Regions from separate parts of the Lactuca sativa genome. Here region 1 is linked to region 2. The links are chromatin contacts, called in public Hi-C maps. All regions are on one chromosome and are shown on one strand. The core of a region is the stretch at or near the end of the contact, and the rest is flanking DNA. Distances in the headings are between cores, read along the strand shown.

The links. A called contact is a pair of places that touch in the nucleus more often than the background predicts.
Region 1: a contact with region 2 is called in a Hi-C map of leaf, with 7 times the contacts expected there. The contact joins the promoter of LOC111917619 here to the promoter of LOC111917620 in region 2. A contact is called at or near these places in 2 of 4 Hi-C or Micro-C datasets (both in leaf).

Annotation. Positions count from the first base shown.
Region 1 is chr5:367,228,622-367,231,873 of Lsat_Salinas_v11, forward strand. LOC111917619 (transcription factor MAMYB) reads right to left here and starts at 1,859. Exons shown (of 3, transcript XR_002858953.3): 1 at 864-1,859.
Region 2 is chr5:367,094,051-367,097,298 of Lsat_Salinas_v11, forward strand. LOC111917620 reads right to left here and starts at 1,853. Exons shown (of 4, transcript XM_023913284.3): 1 at 693-1,853. The coding sequence starts at 1,606.

The DNA of each region.
Region 1 (3,252 bases), core at 609-3,108, 130 kb after region 2:
AAAGGATATTTTTCTCTTTTATGACGGATTGTAAAGATGGTATAAGAGATACTAATTGACTTTTTAAACCATCAATCCATCATGCATGACTTTTAAAAGTAGGATTGTTTCACCAGAATATCTAGACAAGTATTGCAAAAATCCAATCAATCAGAGTAAAACACAAACACATTTGATAAAGACATAATCAGTGTAAATATTGCTGGAATCTATGAAAATATTGCAAACCACCTCGACAGTAAAGATTTTTAATGACCCCACTTGATAAACAAGGCAAAAAAGAAAAAGGCCAAAATGCGTACAACACATAATCTATTATCATAGCAATCTCAAGTCAATTGGGTTTTTATAAAGCAAATCAAATTGCTTAGCTTCATTCATGCAACCCTTTGCTGCTCTCTTTGTTATTTCCATTGAGCAGTATTTGTCATTGAATAAACACCAACAAAGAAATTATATGGTAACAAAATCATTATATTAAAGTAAGTTATAAATTACTAACAATCATAAAGATTCATCAATAGTCATCCAACTAGAATTTGATACACGAATTAAGCAATGACCCATCAATCTCCTCAAACATAAAGCCATTCACAATATTCCTTAAGTTGATTCACTAGTAGCTGTTGTTATGCATTCCATTTCCATCCTCAGTTAAGCTAATTTCGTCTGTGGATTCAAGATCCCAAATTAAAGAAATGGATTGAAGCTGTCATGTCTAATTTGATCTTTAGCACATATATTATGGAGATTTAAAATTCATAACTTTATAGTTTATATAGAATTACATCACTCATACATCCCATCATCCATTCAAAATTGCTATAGAATCAAATGTTATGCTCAATTGATAAAACAATTACCTCTTGATTGATTAAGATTTAAGCCTCGGAAGAAACTTTTGAACTCCTAAAATCTTTTTTAAGATCAGCAACCCTCTTCATGCAAGCCGCCTTTGATCTTCCAGGGACAGCAGCTGTGATCTTCTCCCACCTCAAGGCTGAATCTTTAGGGAAAGCTTTTAAAGCATTGAGCAGAGCTATGTCCTCGGCGGAGCTCCAACTTCCACCATTACTGACCTGCTCCCTTTCATTCTCGATAACCTCATCAACCCTCTTGTCCACTGCCTTCCTATCTTTCAAAAACTTTGAAAAAGAATCTGAGTCGCCGATTTTCCTTTCGCCCATCGATTTCGCCATCTTCACCACACTCTCCACCTTATGGCGCCCAGAAAACACCTCCGCCACCGCTTCCCACCGCCCTGGCATCCCTACAGGATTCTTCACCATCTGCTTCTTCAACAACTCCAGATCTCCTTCACTCCATTCTTTATCTTCCACCACAATAACATTGGAATCGCTCTTGTTGCTGGGCTTTGGAGTTTCGTTCACGACGACAGCAGGGACCGATATGAAATCTTGATCGGGTTTTTTTGTCTTGAATCTTGATCTTTTTAATGGTTCGGGTTCTGGGGTTTGTCGAGGACTTTGGGGTTGGATGGCCGGACCAAGACCGACCCGGATGTCGCCAGCGGTCAGGGAGGGAGGAGCAAAGGGGCCTACGAGGAGAGATAATGAGAACCAGATGAAGATGGATTGCAGAGGATCAGATTGGAAGTAGAAAAGGGAGAGGGTTAAGAGGAGGGCAGAGAGGGAAAGAGAGACAAAGAGAGCAGGCTTGTGGAGATCATCAAGCTTTTCGGATTTGGGGGTAGTTTTTGGGGTAGATCGGGATTGAAGGACGAATCTGGGTCTGCTTTCTTCGTCAAAGAACTCCATGGGAGCTTCTACAGAAAGCAGATCTGGATCGTGGTTTCTACAAGGAGGTAGATTCTGAATTTTGCATTATAATTAAGGTTTTTTCAATAAAAAACTTACATTTTGATAAAAACTCAATTTGTATTTATTACTGTTATTTCAGGACCTTTTAGTTACCACATTTTTTCCATAAAAACCCCTACATTTTACATCTTTTTTACTTTTAGATCTAACAAATTTTTATTCAAAATAAACTCAATTTTTTCTTATTTCTTAATATTTCATTAATTAAATCGGTTACCAATATGTAACTCTATATCACCCTAACTCATGAGCGCCATAAGCATCGATCATCTAAAATATTAGTTTATGCTAAAACCCCATGTCATGTTCTTCTTTTTGTGATCATATTGGTTTCTTAAATTCGGTTCTTTTTCAAGCTAGAAACATAAACTTAATAAAAAATAAAAATAGTAAAATGAAATAGTGGTGTTATGAGATCTTACATTCATATAATGTCGTAAAGATGTGATTTCCATCCATCTAGTGTTAAAGAGATGTGATTTTATGCTGGATATTACAAAAAATAATAATAATAATAAAAACTAATGATTGAGATCATTTATGCGTATAGTACCAAATAAATTTAGTACTTATTGTAAAACATTAATAAATACTTGAGACAAATGGCTTAATAGTAAAAAAAATACCAACTTACTTGCAAATATGTCTCAATGTTAAAATAAGCATATCAATTAACCCTTCTAAAACAACATTTGAAAACATACTTAATTTTTTGAAAAAGGTATTATGAGTTCTGAATGACGTCAAATACATACTTGTTGGATGATTAGTGATTCTTGTTGTTATTGTCGCTTCATTACTCTTTCATTTTGGGTAATTAACTTCTATCTTGTTTCATATAATCTCATAGACATTGTGACAGCTTACAAATTTTTTATGAGCACCAAGTGTTCGATGAAATGCCTCAATGAAAAAACCTCTACAAATAAATCAAGAATGAGGTGGTGTATTTATTGTTGCGATCTGTAGGTGCTTGTTGATGGTTTTTTGTTGAAACAACATCATTTTGATGTCTCTATTTAATTTGCCTCTGTTTTTCTTACTGGACTTCATTTCCTCAAAGTGACATTTTATATGAAAATTCTTATCTTTGAACCCTCATTAAGCCAAACATTAAGGCCCTTAGGTTAAATTGAATTTCACATCTCTATAGCCTAATAAGTAACCAACAATCTTGTTATAAGTGATAAACTTAAGTCTTAACCATTAATTACTTAATAGAACACCAAAAATGATTTAGAAGATATTATGATCAATTTTCCCAAATCTGTCCTCCAAGTTCTAAAATCCGTGCAAGTCAATACAAACATCTAAAAATCATGAGACTTAGTTTTCTGGAAATCTTAGTGTGTCTACTTTCTTCGAACTTTGAATCACATTTTGAAATTCCAAACCCTTGAGGGGTAAAATT
Region 2 (3,248 bases), core at 603-3,102:
ATGGGTTGATTTGGATTGAATATTCGAAATGTCTACATTTTTTTATTTATTAATTTTCATGAATAAATAATACATTAAACATGGCTACGAATATAATTATTAAAAGAATGGTACATTTCTTTTGAATAAAATAATTTAGAAAGTTAAAAACGCTTTAATATACTTTTATAGCTTCTAGACCATTCAATATATTTCTTTCTAACGAATTTTTTTCTAATCGTATACAGATCTATCTATTTTCACGTAAAATAGGTCGAAAATATCCCTTTTAATATCTTTTGCTATATCTTGAAGTACTATTTGGTCCATTTATAGCTTTTCACAATTACTATTCTTTTGTACTATATGCCCTTTTCCTTACGGAATTCTAATCCCCTTTGCTTCTTCGAAAAAAGGTTACATTAAGTAATGGCCCCATCAATTGAAGACATGATTAAACCCAAAAGTATTTATATCGTCGTTTTTATTTTAAAGACAAGTAATTATAGAAATCCACAAGATCATTTAGTTAAAACAACATTAATGCAAACAAGAAAACAAGTAATAATCACACAAGAATCTCTGATGTTTGCAACTTTGCATTAATGTGTCGAGAGTGATAATACGATATTAAGTTGTCATAATTATATAACTAATGTTCGTTCATAAGAAAGAAATATTTATAAAATAAGGGTATAAAAGTAATTTTGAACCTGAAATCGGAATCATCAAAAATCTTTTGAACTTTGGATCGTTTAATCGGCCATTTTGATAAAACCGCGTTGCCGTATTCCGGTGCCCAACTCTCGGCAAAAACATAATTCATGCCCAAAGCAGCAGCCAAATCCGATAATGGCTTCATATCTTTCTCTTCTTCTGCTTTAACATCCTGTAAAGCTAATATATCTGCATCCAATTCTTTCAAAACTTCAAGAACAGTTTTCGTTGACCTATAACCTTTCCCTCTTTGATTTTCAGATTCTTTTGAAGAAAAACTGTTTTGTGATCTTAAAACACCTTTCCCTTTTAAAATCCTACTTATACCCTTCGAATTAATAGTTTTTGAACTCGGGCCTTCTTCCGTTTCGTCTATGGCGAAGCTTAACTGCCCACTTCGCTTCAGTGAGATCTCGTTGTCGGGTAAATTGATTGAAACTCTTAGCTTTGATTTTGCGAATTTCTGCTGTTTTGATACAGTTTCTGAACTGCTCATGGAGCTGCTTGAATGCAATGGTGATTGCTTTAATATACTTTTGGGACGATCAATCATTGATTTTGATCTTGAATTGGTGTAAGAAACAGAGCAATTTGATGGTACCCTACTACTGTAATCTTGTTCGTCTTCGCCATAGTCAAAGCTTGAAGCTTTTTCAGTCAACTCTGGAACTGCTGGTGCCATGGAGAACAAAGCGGCATTAAAAGTTGCGATTCGGATTGGGGTTTCTGATTTCCCCAAATGATTATTTGGATGAATTGTGGCTGACCCATTTGTGTTTGATATATCTTGAGTTCTGGAATTAGATTTCCCGAACCTTTTGATAATGACTTTCGGTTTTGAACGGCGGCGCACCGGCCACCGGAACTTTGAGCAGAGTCGCCGGAGGTTTTTGTTGAAGATACTAAGCATTTTTCAAGAGGAAACTTCACCCTACTTGAGGGCTCTGATTCCTCCTTTCAGTTCTTGATTGAAAAACTGAAATCTTTGATGATAATCAATAGTTGAAGAAGTGATTTTTGTGGGTATCTAAGAGTGGAATGAGTTGTTTAAGGAATTGGGAAATTTAGTTCGGTTTGATGTTTGTTTGTTTGTAGGTTTGTTATTAGTAGTGAGAGAGGCGCAGAAAAGGTTTTAATGAAGGGAGAGTCTTCTCGGAAACAAGCTTGGTGACATTTGGCAATAATTAAGAGGTCCTCTGTCAACTTTTTCTTTTTGTTTTTTTTATTTGGAAAATTGAGAAAACTCAATATATATATATATATATATATATATATATATATATATATATATATATATATATATATATATATATATATATAGAGAGAGAGAGAGAGAGAGAGAGAGAGAGAGAGAGAGGGAAAAATGAATATGTGGCTGTCATGTATGTAAAATTAGGTATAGAACCATTAAAATTGACTTCATTTTGATTAAAAAAACACAATTTTTTTTCATTGTTAGTTTCTTCCTATTGATTTTGAACTCATATTATTTCCAATTTCATAATTCTTCCCCTACATCTATGTATTTCGAATGTGTTTTTTATATTAGACCTCTAGTAGGCTTCATAAATTTCTTTGACACCAACCATATGTATATTTGCATTGTTCTTTTTTATGTATTATGAGAAGACGTTTATTGGGTTTTTAATGAATAATATCAATCTTTCACTATAGTTTTCTATTTTAAATTTGAATATGAAGATTTATATGTAGTCGATAATGTATTCTTATACATGCTTTGTGTTGCAAAATAAAAAATTTAAAACTATATAAAAGTATGTACAAAGTCTATCATCTAGTCTAATAGAGAATACAAAAAAGATGGTAGAGGGATTTGATTGTATTTCGTTAAAATTATGTAGTTTTTAATGGTTCTATACCTAATATTAGGTACATAACAGCCACATATTCCCTATGCCCATATATATATATATATATATATATATATATATATATATATATATATATATATATATATATATATATATATATATATATATATATATATAGGGAAGAGTTATATGGAAAATGAATGATTAGGGCAACACATATTTGAACCAATGAAAACATGACAACACATCACTTCTACAATAACTTCCACAATACATTACTTGTGAAGAAAGAAATGGACACGTGTCATTTGATTAGTGGTTCCGGTAGATGTTGTCCTAGTTATTTGTTTTCCATAGAACTCATTCCTATATATATATATATATATATATATATATATATATATATATATATATATATATATATATATATATATATATATATATATATATTCTAGCCAGTCATTTGAAATATATAAAAAAAATATTTTTAAAATGTAAAATAATTGAAAATTTTCGAAATTTTTTTTCCAAATATTATTTTCAGAATTTATATTTTCCAAAAATAAAAAAATTACCAAAAAAATAAAAAATAAATAAATAAAAATCACATTACAATAATATTTACAGTACAATATTCTATTATAATATTTCACGTATTTTTCAAAAAAAATGATAATTTTTTTATTTTATTTTTTTAGGTAATTAAAGTGACGAAAATAA